Regions from separate parts of the Oryctolagus cuniculus genome. Here region 1 is linked to region 2. The links are chromatin contacts, called in public Micro-C maps. All regions are on one chromosome and are shown on one strand. Each heading gives the region's core, a stretch centred on a gene start, on an enhancer-like site or on the middle of the called end of the contact. The rest is flanking DNA. Distances are from core to core; before and after follow the strand shown. Region 1 has its middle 18 kb from the start of DEGS2. Region 2 holds the start of EVL (Enah/Vasp-like).

Evidence for each region. Hi-C and Micro-C count contacts between places; a contact is called where the count stands out from the background.
Region 1: a contact with region 2 is called in a Micro-C map of ear pinna, with 4 times the contacts expected there. The contact joins the enhancer-like site here to the promoter of EVL in region 2. A contact is called at or near these places in 3 of 6 Hi-C or Micro-C datasets (ear pinna, psoas muscle and an unstated tissue).

Annotation. Positions count from the first base shown.
Region 1 is chr20:43,890,531-43,897,684 of mOryCun1.1, forward strand. No RefSeq gene overlaps it. Among named protein-coding and RNA genes, the nearest start is that of DEGS2, 18 kb to the left of the region's middle. Within about 2 kb of position 3,966, at least 8 of the 8 cell types and tissues checked have an H3K27ac peak or open chromatin away from gene starts, as enhancers often do. A contact at or near this core is called in ear pinna, where this site is marked.
Region 2 is chr20:43,718,039-43,725,240 of mOryCun1.1, forward strand. It overlaps EVL (Enah/Vasp-like), which reads left to right and starts at 2,327. Exons shown (of 15, transcript XM_070065396.1): 1 at 2,327-2,823. The coding sequence starts at 2,819.

The DNA of each region.
Region 1 (7,154 bases), core at 2,716-5,215, 170 kb after region 2:
AGCCACAGAAGCTGTGGCTCATGGGAACCAGCTCTTGACTACAAGCTCTTCCCAGGAAGCTCTGGGGCTCCCCTTGCTCTGACCAGAGACGCTCAGAGGAGGAGGGGATGCCTGAGCCTCCAGCGGGGTCCCGGCCGGTCGCCATGGTCAGGCCGCGACGGGCACAGGAGGAGGGAGGGGTGCCGTCCAGAAGGCAGTGGTTTCCAGGCTGAGTCGCGGTGGCCGAGGGTCTGGGCCAGCCAAAACTGGAGTGAGGGCAGCATCCCGGGGGGAAGAAGCAGAAGCAACGGCTGAGAGGGAGCAAGGTACGAGGTGTGGTCCAGCGAAGGGTGCCTGGCTGGGCAGGCCGGAGCCCAGGGCTTGGACGAGGCTTGGCAGAGTGGGCGTGATGGCCACAGCCGCAGGTCGGCATTGGGCAATGCTGGGTTCTTCTGGGATTCTGGGACTAGGGTGTCTGGGAAACTTCCAGGACATTTTAATTAAGATGTTATCTAGCGTGATTTACTTTTGACCTAGTATCAACCAGGCCCAGATTCACAGAGAAGAATCTGGCAGGACAGAAGTGATGTCATGCACACAGAGCCTCGTGCTGCCTGGAACGCAGGGTGACACAGCCGAGGCCTTGACACCCAGGTGGCTCCCCCAGAGACCCCCACGGGGGTGATGGCAGACAAGGACACAGGCGAGGACACGGCCTTTCCTCCCAGCCACCCAGGTGAGGTGAGGACACGATGCATAGCCAGGGCAGCCCAGCAGGGACGTGGGCTCCGGAGGGAGGAACCCTGATGCGCTCCAGTTCCATCTCAGTGTGGCCACGGCGGGGCGGCTCTCTGCAGGAATGGACGCAGCTTCATTTTTAATCAGAAGGCTGCTAGTGGGGGCCTGGCATTGTGGCACAGGGGCCCAGCCTCCCCACGCGATGCCAGCGTCCCAGTGAGCAGCAGTTCAAGTCCCCAGTCCTGGCTGCTCCACTTCCAATCCAGCGCCCTGCTCACACGCCTGGGAGAGCAGGGCAACATGACCCCAGAGCTTGGGCTCCTGCCACCATGTGGCCTGCCCGGCCGTTGCGGCCATCTGGGGAGTGAACAAGTAAGTAGATGGAAGGTCTCTGTGTCCCCATTTCTCTAATTCTTTCAAATAAATCTTAAAAAAAAAAAAAAAAAAAAAAAAGTTGCTACCACATCAATGGAACATTTTAAATCAGTGTCTTAGATGCAAAGATAGATGCAAGTATTTATATGCACGGATATTAAATATATGATATAGTTAGTGTGCTTTATCGTCATATTTGCATTTGTAATTATGTGTGGTAAGGCTACGGAAGGGAGGGAAGGCAGGCGGAAGAGAAAACACAATGGTGTCTTGATTACTCACGTTGGGAGTCAATGGGTACTCATCAGATAAAGGACTGAGTGTGTTATATAAAACTAGAAAGGTGACCACAAGTACAAAAATACACAATTTCCAAAATGGCAGAAGGAAGATGCATCTAAGTAAAGCAAATATTTTCATAAACCACAAAAATAGAAAGCATAAAAACAGATGATCTCACTGAGATCCAGACAATTTGTCACGTGGATATATGCAAATCAGCCGGCTTCAGCCTAAAGGGAAATGCGTGCCAGCTGGTTCATGTTCAACTGGCGGCGGAAGACACTCCCCAACACAACAGCCCAGAAAGGAATGGAGCAAGGGGGATCGCCAGGAATGAGCCAGAAAGCCGAGGTCAGAAGTGGGCACGGCACCGGGCCAAGATCACCTGGCAGCAACAACAAGTGTGTGTCAGGGTGAAGACAGAACCACCTCGGCACCAGGTCGCGTGCCCCCATCTGCATGCGCCAGCACACCGCATCGCGGTCACGCAGCAGGACGCACGCAAGGCAAACGGCGCGTCCGTGGTGAGGAATTCTAACTCCCCGGCCGAAGATTCTGCACATGAGAGTTAAGCTGGAGACCTGCTAGAACTGTTGGCACAGATGTGATTTATGTGAATTCTCTATCCTAAACTGACTGTATTTCCGCAGAGCTTTTTTTTTTTTTTTTTTTTTTTTTTGACAGGCAGAGTGGACAGTGAGAGAGAGACAGAAAGAAAGGTCTTCCTTTTGCCGTTGGTTCACCCTCCAATGGCCGCCGCGGCCGGCGCGCTGTGGCCGGCGCACCGCGCTGATCCAATGGCAGGAGCCAGGTGCTTCTCCTGGTCTCCCATGGGGTGCAGGGCCCAAGCACCTGGGCCATCCTCCACTGCACTCCCTGGCCACAGCAGAGAGCTGGCCTGGAAGAGGGGCGACTGGGACAGAATCTGGTGCCCCAACCGGGACTAGAACCCGGTGTGCCGGCACCGCAAGGCGGAGGATTAGCCTAGTGAGCCGCGGCGCCGGCCAAATGTCCTGAAAATTAAAACTGGTTACATTTACCAATTAAGGCTGTTATTGCTTTTAATGCCTTCTCCTGAATTACCAAACAGGGCCATATTTTGTATTTTTTTTTTTTTTTGACAGGCAGAGTGGACAGTGAGACAGAGACAGAGAGAGAAAGGTCTTCCTTTGCCGCTGGTTCACCCTCCAATGGCCACCGCGGCCAGCGCGCTGTGGCCGGCGCACCGCGCTAATCCGATGGCAGGAGCCAAGTGCTTCTCCTGGTCTCCCATGGGATGCAGGACCCAAGCACTTGGGCCATCCTCCACTGCACTCCCTGGCCACAGCAGAGAGCTGGACTGGAAGAGGGGCAACCAGGACAGAATCCGGTGCCCCAACCGGGACTAGAACCCGGTGTGCCAAGCGCCGCAAGGCGGAGGATTAGCCTAGTTAGCCGCGGCGCCAGCCCTCTACAACTTTTTAAAATATATATAAATATGAGGCCAGCGCTGTGGGGTAGCAGGTTAAAGCCTTGGCCTGAAGCACCTGCATCCCATATGGGGCACCAGTTTGAGTCCCAGCTGCTCCACTTCCAGGCCAGCTCTCTGCTGTGGCCTGGGAAAGCAGTGGAGGATGGCCCAAGTGCTTGGGCCCCTGCACCTGCGTGGGAGACCCGGAAGAAGCTCCTGACTCCTGGCTTCGGGTCAGCTCAGCTCTGGCCGTTGGGGCCATTTGGGGAGTCAACCAGCAGATGGAAGACCTGTCTCTCTCTCTGTCTCTACCTCTCTAACTCTTTCAAATAAATAAATAAATCTTTAAAATATATATATTTTTATATAAAAAAGGCAGAGTAAAATTAATTGATCTAAAGCTAAGATAACAGGAGACAGCGGCCGACTTGGGGCGCTTCGCGGCCCTTCCAGCCCCCCCCCCCCCAGGCCAGCAGGTGGGTGAAGAGGGTGCGGAGCAAAGTCCTTGCCCCCTTCCCAGGCTGCCCTGCGCGGGGCCCTATCTTCCCCGCTCCGGTGGGTGCAGCTGGCCGCTGCGTGGCCCTGTCGTGGGCACGCGTGGGCCCAACTGGCGCCCCCCGAATGCTGTCTACGGGGCACGCCCTCCGCCCACCAGGGACCGCGGGCTGCGAACACGGGAGTCCACACCAAGCTCAGGGCCTCGGCCTGGGGAGAGGCGGCCATTACCACGCCGGCCCCCCATCCCGGGAGCAGCCGCCCGAGTGGCCACGCCTCAGGGCCGAGGGCACCTTGAGCACGTCGGCCGGGGAGCCTCGCGCCCCGGAAAGCTCCCTGGAGGAGGCGGCGAGCAACCCGGGACGCGGAGGCCCGGCCCCAGGTCGCCAGCCCCCACGGAGCTCGCCCGAGCCGGAGCGCGGCAGGAACGACGCGCCGGCCGCCAGACGCGGAGCCGCGCGCTCCTCGCAGGAAGTCCGTCCGCAAACTGACCTGGCGGCCAGCGGACGTCCGGGGCGCGCGCCCGCCGCCCCGCGCCGGTCAGTTGTCCTCGGTCGCCCTCTGCCGGCCGGCCTCGGCGCGGCTCCCAGACGGGAGGATCCGTCAGGGCGGGCCCGGGAGCCTGGGGCAAGGCCCTCGCGACGCGGCGATTGGCTCCCTCGGTCACGTGCTCCAAGCTCGGGCCAACCAGCGGGGGAGGCGGGGTCTTAGCCCACGTGTCCTTCCGGAGCGGCGAGGCTGAGGGAGGCTGGGCGGCTTCGCTCCCGGCCTCCGCGGCCTCCGCGGGCCCCGGCGGCGGCCAGCGCGATGTGTTCCCTTGCCGGAGGGCGGTCTTGGGATCAAGACGGGAGTCCTTGCGGGCCCTTCCGGCTCCCCAGCCCCCGCCGCGGGCGCCGCCTGGACGCAGCCCTCCCCGGGTCCCTCTGGGGCTGCCTCCCACCCTGAGCGTCCTCCCTCTGCCGCAGAGGCCGGGCACGCAGCGGGCACAGTCCGAGTGCCGGTGGACCCAGGCCTGAGGAACTGCTGCCCCGGCCACTGTCGGGGCGCCGGCCTGAGGGCCAGCCTTGGGAGGGAGGCACCGCGCTCCCCGGGGCCAAACGCTGGGGGGCAAGGCTGGGGGTGGGGCCCCTCGTGCCAGGGCCACAGGCCTGCGCTGACATCAGGGCCAAAGGGAGTGGGTGGCCACCTGCAAGGTCTGTCAGAGCCGTGCTCGGGCGGGGAACCGGCGCTGTGGCACAGCGGGTGAAGTCGCCACCTGCGGCGCCGGCGTCCCATATGGCCGCCGGTTCCAGTCCCGGCTGCTCCACTTCCAACCCAACTCGATGCTGTGGCCTGAGAGCAGTGGAGGATGGCCCAAGTCCCTGGGCCCTGCACCCACGCGGGAGACCAGGAGGAAGCTCCTGGCTCCTGGCTTCGGATGGGCACAGCTCCAGCAGCTGCAGCCATCTGGGGAGTGAACCAGTGGATGGAAGACCTCTCTCTCTCTCTCCCTCTCTCTGCCTCTGAGTCTCTGTAATCTGCCTTTCCAATAAATAAAATAAATACATCTTAAACAAAAAGCCCTGCCCATCTCATCCCCTTCCCTCCTCCTCGGCAGCCCCTCCCATCACGTCAGGGCCATCCTGGCTGCTGTGCAGGGTCCTGCTCCACACTCATCCAGCAGGGGCGGGGCTGGATTCAAACCCAGCCCCTTCCGCCTGACACGCTGTGGCTACCCTAGGGAGACAGCCCAGCAGTCCCCTTAGGAGCAATCTGCTGGTTTGCTGGCCCTGGGTGGGGCCTTGGTAGGCGCCATCCCTCCTCCCCTATACCCAGCCTGCAAAGGCAGTCATGCGGGAAGGGCAGAGAGAGAGCTTCCATCTCCCCAAATTGCCGCAACGGCCAGAAACGTCTTCCAAGGCTCCCACTGGTGCAGGGCCCAGCACTCGGACCATCTTCACGGCTTTCCCGGGAGCTGGATTAGAAGTGGAGCAGCCCAGACAAACCAGCACCACATCAGAAGTTCACGCCTTCGACACATCTTCAACAGGGTCTCACTTCAGCAACATCTGATCAGTGATCTCTCTTCAAGTCACACGCTGCCTCCACAGTGCCCCCTGCCCCAGTATCAATCAGACCAGGGACTGAGCAGGGGCAGAGTTGTCACAATCAAGTCTGAAGCCAAACAGACTTACGTCTGAATTCTGTGTGGCCTCAGGCAAGTTACTGCACCTCTCTGATCCTCCATGGCCTTTCTCTCTTTTGTACTTTTTTTTTTTTAAGTTTATTTTTATTTATTCGAGAGAGCGACCGATATCTTCCATCTGCTGGTTCATTCCTCAAATGCCTGCAACAGCTGGGAGCTGGGGCTGGGCCAGGCTGAAGCCAGGAGCCAGGACTCCACCTGCACTCAAGGCAAGGACTCATTCATTCATCCGCTGCCTCCAGGGTGCACATTAGCAGGAAGCTGGACTGGAAATGGAGCCAGGACTCGAACCCAGGCCCTCGCATATGGAACATGGTATCCCAAGAGCAACTTCACCCCCTGTGCCCTAACACCCGCCCCCTAAAGAAACAATTTTTTAATTGCAGAAGGTCCGTTCTGGATTCATTTCCGGCACAGAACAAGATAAAAATCAACATGGAGTCACTCACACTGAGGTTCCCGGTCACTAAGCTGAGCTGTTTATCAGAGCTTCAGGAAGTCAGGATTAGACACGCCACATTCTCCAAACAGGCCAATTCCAGACGGCGATGCGGCTCCCTCTGCCTTAACGCCAACAGCAAAACGGTGGCCCGTGGCAGGGCGGAGCTCACGAACCAGTGTCGACCCGCGCTCTGTCTCCCCGCCAGAGCCTGGCAAGTAGAAGGACTTTGAAACGGCCAGCAAGCTCTCCTCAGCCCATCAGAACACTTACTCTATTTTACAGAATTGAGTTTTACCCAGTTTTAGAATAGAAAGTAAGATCAGTTAAGATCCTTAAACTGGGGCTGGCGCTGTGGTGTAGCAGGTTAAGCCGCCGCCCGCAGTGCCAGCATCCCATTTGGGCGCTAGTTCGAGTCCCAGCTGCTCTACTTCTGATCCAGCTCTCTGCTGTGGCCTGGGAAAGCAGTGGAAGATGCCCAAGTCCTTGGACCCTGCACCCACGTGGGAGACCTGGAAGAAGCTCCTGGCTTCGGATCGGCTCAGCTCCGGCGGTTGCGGCCATTTGGGGAGTGAACCAGCGGATGGAAGACCCCCCCCCCTCTCTTTCAAACAAATAAATAAATCTTAAAAAAAAAAATCCTTAAACTAAGTAGTTGTATTTTTTTCTTTTGGCAAAAGGAAAGAGCTGCTTTCAGATACGCTCAAACCTGAAGGACCTGGGAGGAGGGCCTTTGCTCACTGAAGCCCTGCTTGTCTGTTTTTTTTGTTTTGTGTTTTTTTTTTTTTTTGTTTTTTTTTTTTTTTTGACAGGCAGAGTGGACAGTGAGAGAGAGAGACAGAGGAGAGAAAGGTCTTCCTTTGCCATTGGTTCACCCTCCAATGGCCGCCACGGCCAGCACACTGCAGCCGGCGCACCGCGCTGATCCGATGGCAGGAGCCAGGAGCCAGGTGCTTTTCCTGGTCTCCCATGGGGTGCAGGGCCCAAGCACCTGGGCCATCCTCCACTGCACTCCCTGGCCACAGCAGAGAGCTGGCCTGGAAGAGGGGCAACCGGGACTAGAACCCGGTGTGCCGGCGCCGCAAGGCGGAGGATTAGCCTAGTGAGCCGCGGCGCCGGCCTGCTTGTCTGTTTTCTAAAGATTTATTTGTCTGCCTATGTCTCTCCAGACCTGGCTGTGGCGGCCATTAGGGGAGTGAACTAGTAAATGC
Region 2 (7,202 bases), core at 1,077-3,576:
GGAGAGCCCTCGCGGCCCATGCTTCCTTCACCTCCTGTCTCCCGGGACCCTGCTCCCTAACATGCGGGGGACTAGGCTCCGCGGGCTGGGGTCTGGGGAGAGAGGGTGGCCCAGACCTGCCCTCACCCTGTACTCACCCCCTCCACACACACCTCTCCACCCCAGTCCTCCCCAGCTGCCTCCCTGGGCTTGAGTCTGCTGTCTTGAGTCCCCCTTGGAAAACCAAGGACCAGGGAGGGCAAGGACCAGCCTACGGCATAGGGAGTGGTGGCAGATCGGGGTCCGCTCACCAGGCCCCCCAGCCCAGCCTCAGGGAGACTGCCACCTGCTGTCTGCTCGGCTGTCCCCAGCCCAGCGCCCAGCATTGTCCAAGGAGGAAGGAGGTCCTGAGAGGCCAGTTTCCCCCAGTGCTTAATACCCTGGTGCCCCCAGCTCTCTGGTTTTAGGGTTGTGTCCAATTTTAGTTTCTCTTTTACCAGCATTTCTACCTATTTGATTTTTTTAAAAAAATATTTGTTTATTTATTTGAAAAGCAGAGTTACAGAGACTGAGAGGGGGAGAGAGAGAGAGAGAGAGAATCTTCCCTCTCCCTATATGGCTGCAACAGCTGGAGTTGGGCTGATTCGAAGCCAGGAACCAGGAGCTTCTTCTGAGTCTCCCGCATGGGTGCAGGGGCCCAAGGACTTTGGCCATCTTCCACTGCTTTCCCAGGCACATTAGCAGGGAGCTGAATCGGAAGTGGAGCAGCCGGGACACAAACCCACGCCTATACGGGATGCCGGCACTGCAGGCCACCACTTGACCTGCTACACCACAGCTCTAGCCCGTAAATAAATCTTTTTTGAAAAATGAAGCAAATCAGAGAAGGGGAAGGAGAGGAGCGAGTGAGGGTGAGAAGCTGGAGGTCGGAGGCTTTGCTCACGAGCGGGTGGTGCAGACGTGGGCACCTCAGCCGACCCTGGGATTCCCACCTGTCAGTCGAGGCCAAGTCTGAGCTGCGGGACAAACGTGGGCCCCCTGCTTCTCCAAGCGTCTAACGCTGATTACCCAGAGGCCAGCGGTGGTCCAGGGGAGGCCGGGCACAGGAGGGGGTGTGCACGGCTCCTGTCCTGCCCCCGCCCTTCCTGCTCTCCGAGGCCTCTGGGGAACGAACAGCGGGTGCAAGAAACGACCTCTCCCGGAGCCGGATGCAGCGAGGTCCGGGAACCCACTGGGTGATGGACTCCGGGCCGGTCACTTTCTCTTTCTCCTTGTCCCCCCAGCCCAGAGTCCTCTAGAGAAAGCCTGGCAGGGGTCTGTGCCCCTCGCCTTTGGTGCTAGGGTTCAACAGCAAGTCTGCCATCAGCATTTCCCTGCAACCCCCCTCCTGCAGCCGCAGGCCCCCCAGGCAGCCGGCACAATGCCAGACGGAGGTCAGAGTGGGCCCCCAGTGGAAAGACTGCCAGTAAACGGGCTCATATCCAGGGCTTATATATGACAAGTGCTGACTGGGGGTAACCCTGCCTCCCCACAGTACACCTGGGATGTCTAAGTGACAAAAGCCTTGTCCGCATCGTGGCGGGAGGAGCACTAACCCTGAGGGCTGCAGCGGGTTGTTGCTCAAGGCCCCCTCTCAAGCTTGGCTGGGGACACCGGCCAAGGGCCTGTGCCCAGTGAGGAAGAGGCAGGGAGACCCACGCTGGACCCTGCATGGGGGACATTCACCTGGACGCACACTGGGATTCCGAGACCCCAGCAAAGCCGTGGTTTGGGCACGCGCTACTGTGGACCGTGGCCCGGGCAAGATCCCTAAGCACACACTGTGGTCCCGGGCCGGGAATAAAACGCTCACACGTGGCGAGGGGGAACGCCGAGGGCCTGGGCTCTGAACTCGAACAGCAATCACAGCCCCTGACTCCTAGGAAAGATCAGGATTGAAAAATCAGGAGACCAGAGAAAACCTGGACGACTCCCCGATTCTCACAAGCTCTGGTTTCGGGGGGCGAGGCAGGGCTCGTGCTGGGTCCTTCTGGCTTTGAGATGACCCCAAGGCTGCGACGCCCGCCCTCCTGGGCTCCTCAGCCACAAGGCGAGGAAGTCGGTCGGCGGCGGCCTCGGAGGCCTCGACGCCCCTGGGGCCAGGGTCGGCCCCGGGGTACAGGGGCCCGAGCCCTCAGCCACGACGCGCATAGCCCTGGGCTCTGGGCAGCAGCTGAGCGCGCACCACTTGCCCGCCGGCGCCCCCCCGCCCTGGCCCCGCCTTCCAGAAGCTCCGCCCCTCAGCGCCGGGCCCCGCCTCTGCAGCCTCCGGCCCCGCCCCCCCAGAGGCGCGGACCGCGGGGCCCCGCGCCTTTTGTGTCCGGCCTCGGCCGCCGCGCGCGCGCTCCTCTGCCTCAAAGGCTGCGGGCGAAGAGACGCAGCCGCGCGCGGTCCCCTCGGCGGGCGCAGGGGCCCAAGGCCGCACGCGCATCCCCGACCTCGGCCCGGGTGCTGACACGCGCCCCGACTCCCAGGCGGCCGCGCGCTCACGCGCCCCCGTGGACCCCGGCGGGCTCGCCCCCTTCCCTACCCCGTCGGCCGCCGGCCCGGGCGCGCTCGCTCGCGCGCTCGCGCCGGCCCGGGCACGCGCGCCCGCCAAGATGGCAGGGGCCGGGGCCCGGCTGTCAGCCGCCGCCGCCGCAGCCCTTCCCCGCAGCTAGCGGCCGCGACGCCCGCCCCGAGAAGATGAGCCCCCGCTGCCGCCCGCAGCCCAGCCAGACGCGGAGCCGCCGCGCCCGGGGCCGGCTCCCCCGCTAGCGCCCGCGCCCCGCGCCCCGCGCGCCCGCCGCCGGCAGCGACAATGAGGTGAGTTGGGGCCGGCGCCTCGGCGCTCGCGGGCGGCGGGGAGCAGGGCTGTGGGGAGCCGGCCTAGCGCCCCCCGGCCCCGCCGTCGTCCCGCGCGCCCCTCCAGATCGCCAGCCCGCGCGCTCGGACCCGAGGCCCGGCCCGCCGGGCGGTGAGCCGAGGTAGCCGCGGCCGACCTGGAGGCCGTCCCGGGCGGTGGTCGCCTCCCGTCCCTCGGTGCCGCTGTCGGTCAGGTTCCAGGGTCGGGGGCCGTCCGGGGCGGTGGTCGCCTCCCGCCCCCTCGGTGCCGCTGTCGGTCAGGTTCCGGCGTCGGGGTCGTCCCGGGCGGTGGTCGCCTCCCGCCCCTCGGTGCCGCTGTCGGTCAGGTTCCGGCGTCGGGGTCGTCCCGGGCGGTGGTCGCCTCCCGCCCCTCGGTGCCGCTGTCGGTCAGGTTCCGGCGTCGGGGTCGTCCCGGGCGGTGGTCGCCTCCCGCCCCTCGGTGCCGCTGTCGGTCAGGTTCCGGCGTCGGGGTCGTCCCGGGCGGTGGTCGCCTCCCGCCCCTCGGTGCCGCTGTCGGTCAGGTTCCAGGGTCGGGGGCGTCCCGGGCGGTGGTCTCCTCCCGCCCCTCGGTGCCGCTGTCGGTCAGGTTCCGGCGCCGGGGGCCGTCCCGGGCGGTGGTCGCCTCCCGCCCCTCGGTGCCGCTGTCGGTCAGGTTCCGGGGTCGGGGGCGTCCCGGGCGGTGGTCTCCTCCCGCCCCTCGGTGCCGCTGTCGGTCAGGTTCCAGGGTCGGGGGCCGTCCGGGGCGGTGGTCGCCTCCCGCCCCCTCGGTATTGCTGTCAGGTTCCGGGGTCGGGGGCGTCCCGGGGCGCTGAGCCGGCGCCCACGCCGCAGGCCGCGCTCCTTGTGGCTGTCCTCCTCCGCTGCGGGGGGCTTCGGGAGCCGTGGGTCCGGGTGGCCTCCGCTGTTGGGACCGCGCTGTCGTGAGCGGGGGACCTGGGGGCTGTCGCTAGCGCCGGGCTCTGCGCTCGCCAGGGCGTGTGCTACCGGGCTGAGGAGGCACACGTGTCGCTCGTGAGCTACTTGGCTGCTAACGCGCGTGTCTGAAGCTGTGCGGCGGGCGTGTGCGCCGTCTGCGTTCTGCACGGCGTTGGGTCCTGTCCGGCTTGCATTCTAGGCGCGCATGGGGGCATCCGCGCGTGGCTTCCCCTGAACTACTGGGGTTGAATATCTTTTCAGGGTTACTTGGTCTCCTTTAGATAACAGCGCAGGGCGGCTGGCTTCGGCTGATGTGGGCTAGGAGGCAGGGAGCAAAGCCCGCAGGGCCAGCCCCCCTGCAGCGCCACCTGCACCCCCCAAAGCCCTCCGTTCACCAGCACTGGCCCCAACCCAACATGGCCACTGGCTGCGGCCCGGGGATCGCCTGTAGCTCATTATCAGGTCGTTGTGGTAAAATTACCACGGCTGTCACATTGGCTTCCATCATGCAGCTGATGGCATGACACTTCCAAGTTGTCCACAAGAGGTTAAGGAAATGGGTGTGCACACGCCCCCCCCCCCCAAACTATGTCCTCTGTGAACAATCAGTTCAGCCCCGCCTCGCCCCAGGCCTCCAGTTCAAACTTCAATGGCCCTGACCCTGGTGGGGTGGTGGGCGGCTCGCCCTGCGGGGCTCCTGCTCTCCTTCTCCAGCCGTAGCTTTACCACTCATGCCAATGTAGCTTCCGCTGCCAACCTTTGCCTGTGTCTGGTCCGTGAATCCTTTCTTGCGTTGGAGACAAGGACCCGGACCCAGTCATCGGGTGATACAACCGTTACCACAATGTTGTGTTCCTACACTTGTCTCCATTTTCTTCTTCTTCTTCTTCTCCTTCTCCTTCTCCTTCTCCTTCACATTTATCTATTTGAAAGGCAGAGTTACAGAGAGGCTGAGGCAGAGAGAGAGAGAGATCTTCCATCTGCTGGTTCATTCCCAAAATGGCCGAAGCTGGGCCGATCTGAAGCCAGGAGTCAAGAGCTTCTTCCAGGTCTCTCACATGGGTGTGGCGGACTTGGGCCATCTTCCTCTGCTTTCCCAGGCCATAGCAGAGAGCTGGATTGGAAGTGGAACAGCTGGGACTCAACCGGCACCCAGATGTGATGCCAGCATTGCAGGCGGAGGCTTTACCTGCTACGCCGCAGCGCCGGCCCCTGTCTCCATTTTTGGAGTCTTCTCATTAGTTACAGAGTTCTTGGAGTCCCATCATTTTCCTTTTAGCATTTTTTTTTTTTTTTTGACAGGCAGAGTTAGTGAGAGAGAGACAGAGAGAAAGGTCTTCCTTTTTCCATTGGTTCACCCCCCAAGTGGCCGCTACTGCCGGCGTGCTGCGCCTGTCTGAAGCCAGGAGCCAGGTGTTTCTCCTGGTCTCCCATGTGGGTGCAGGGCCCAAGCACTTGGGCCGTCCTCCACTGCCTTCCCGGGCCACAGCAGAGAGCTGGACTGGAAGAGGAGCAACCGGGACAGAACCGGCGCCCCAACTGGGACTAGAACCTGGGGTGCCGGCACCGCAGGCGGAGGATTAACCTGGTGAGCCACGGTGCCGGCCTTCTTTTAGCACTTTAAAGCCATTTCATCTCTCTGACTTTTCGTTGTTGTTGAGAAGTCACTTGTCAGCCTGCTGTCCCTTTGAAAGTGCTCAGTGTTTCTCTCCGGCTGCCTTAAAAGTATTCTCCTGTGTTGTCAGCACTCCTCCTGGGCTCTCCCTGGGACGGAGTTCTTTGTATTTAGAGCTGGGCTTCTTGGGGCTTCTCAGATCTGTGGCCTTGGGTCTCTCGTTAGCTTTGGAAGTCGTCACCGAGTAGTGCCGAAATGCCCTGTCCTGTGCTCTCTTCACTTTGCCTTCCAGAACCACAGTTATGTGTATGTGGCCGTCTCCTGCGTCTTCCACACCTCTTAGCCTTTCCTCTGCTTTCCATGTCTGCCTCTCTGTTCTTCATTCCATTTTTCTTGTTGTTACGGTTCCTTTTCATCAGAGAAGGAGCGAGAGAGAGAGGGCGCACGTACTCTCGTCTACTGGTTCACTTCCCAAATGCCTGAAACTGCAGAGATGGGACTGGATGGGTCCAGACCACGTCTCCCAAGGCGGGGTTGGAGGGAGAGAGGGCAGGAAGGGTTTGTGAGCCCTCACTGCCGCCTCTCACTGTCTGTATTAGCCGGAAGCTGGAGTCGAGCCCAGGCCAGGCCCCAGACCAAGGCACTGCAGCGTGGAATGCGGGCACACGGCTAGGCCAGGCACCCAGCCCTGCTCTGTGTCCTGGACATCGCCTCGCGGATCTCTCTCTTGCTGTGTGTAACCCGCAGTTAAACTGACCCATGGGGCACGTGTTTGTGGTGGGCAAGCTGCCACTTTGGGCACCTGGTCCCACATGGAGAGCCTGAATTCTTGTTTTGTTTTCCAACAGATCATCTATATTTGCATATCTTCATTCAGAAGCCGGCTCTTGAGGACTTAGAGTTGCCTGCAGCGGACTGGATGGGGTTGGTCCCCATACGTAAATCATTTATAGATGTTCACTAGGTCACTTCCTGCACCTACTTGAGAAAGCCCACCTACGCATGCACACTGTGTGCCATATACCAGCTTATTTACCCGAGTTGCTTAGCCATGGGATTGTGTCCTGTGGACGTTTTCCCTCTCTTTTATAGATTTAATAAGTAGGCATTAACATTTTTATATTTAAGAAAGTGTTCCAGAAGTCAGATCATTAAATTTGCTCTGTGTATGTAAGTATTTTTTTCTCATTAAACTTTGTTTCAGTGGGTCTCGTACGTAAGTATTTCTCAAATGTTCTTCGAAATTGTCTAGAACTGGAGTGAGGCCAACGCTGCACTTCCCTCACGGGCACTGCTCAGGTGCTGGAGTGCAGCGGTGACGTGTGTGGCAGATGCCAGAAGTATTCCCAGGGGGGCTGGCGGGGCTGGCGTCAGGGTCCCAGACCCAGGGCCGTGTGGTTGCAGACGGCAGTGGTTGAATGAGAGAGGATCACCTCTGATGCTTGGAACGCTCACCTGCCCCCGTGGGGCCAGCCTTGTAGATGTGAGGGAAGGCCAGTGCAGCCCGTCGGTATGCCTGGCCACAGGCCAGGGGTCCACTCCATCTGGGCCAAGGGCACCTTGTCCATCTTGGAGTTACACAGAGTGCAGTGTGATTACAGGCTATGGCATAGGACACCTAGGCACGGACTCCGGCCTTGCTGTCACCTCCAGCTTGCATTAGCTAACACAGGCATGACCAAGTCCATGTGTGAGCCCAACGCTGCAGGTCGGTGTTAGGAGGAAAGTTCTCCAGATGGCTGTGGAAGTCACGTTAAAAAAGCCACAAAGCCAGCTGTTGGGGCTACAGGCCATGTATGTGTGTCTTTTT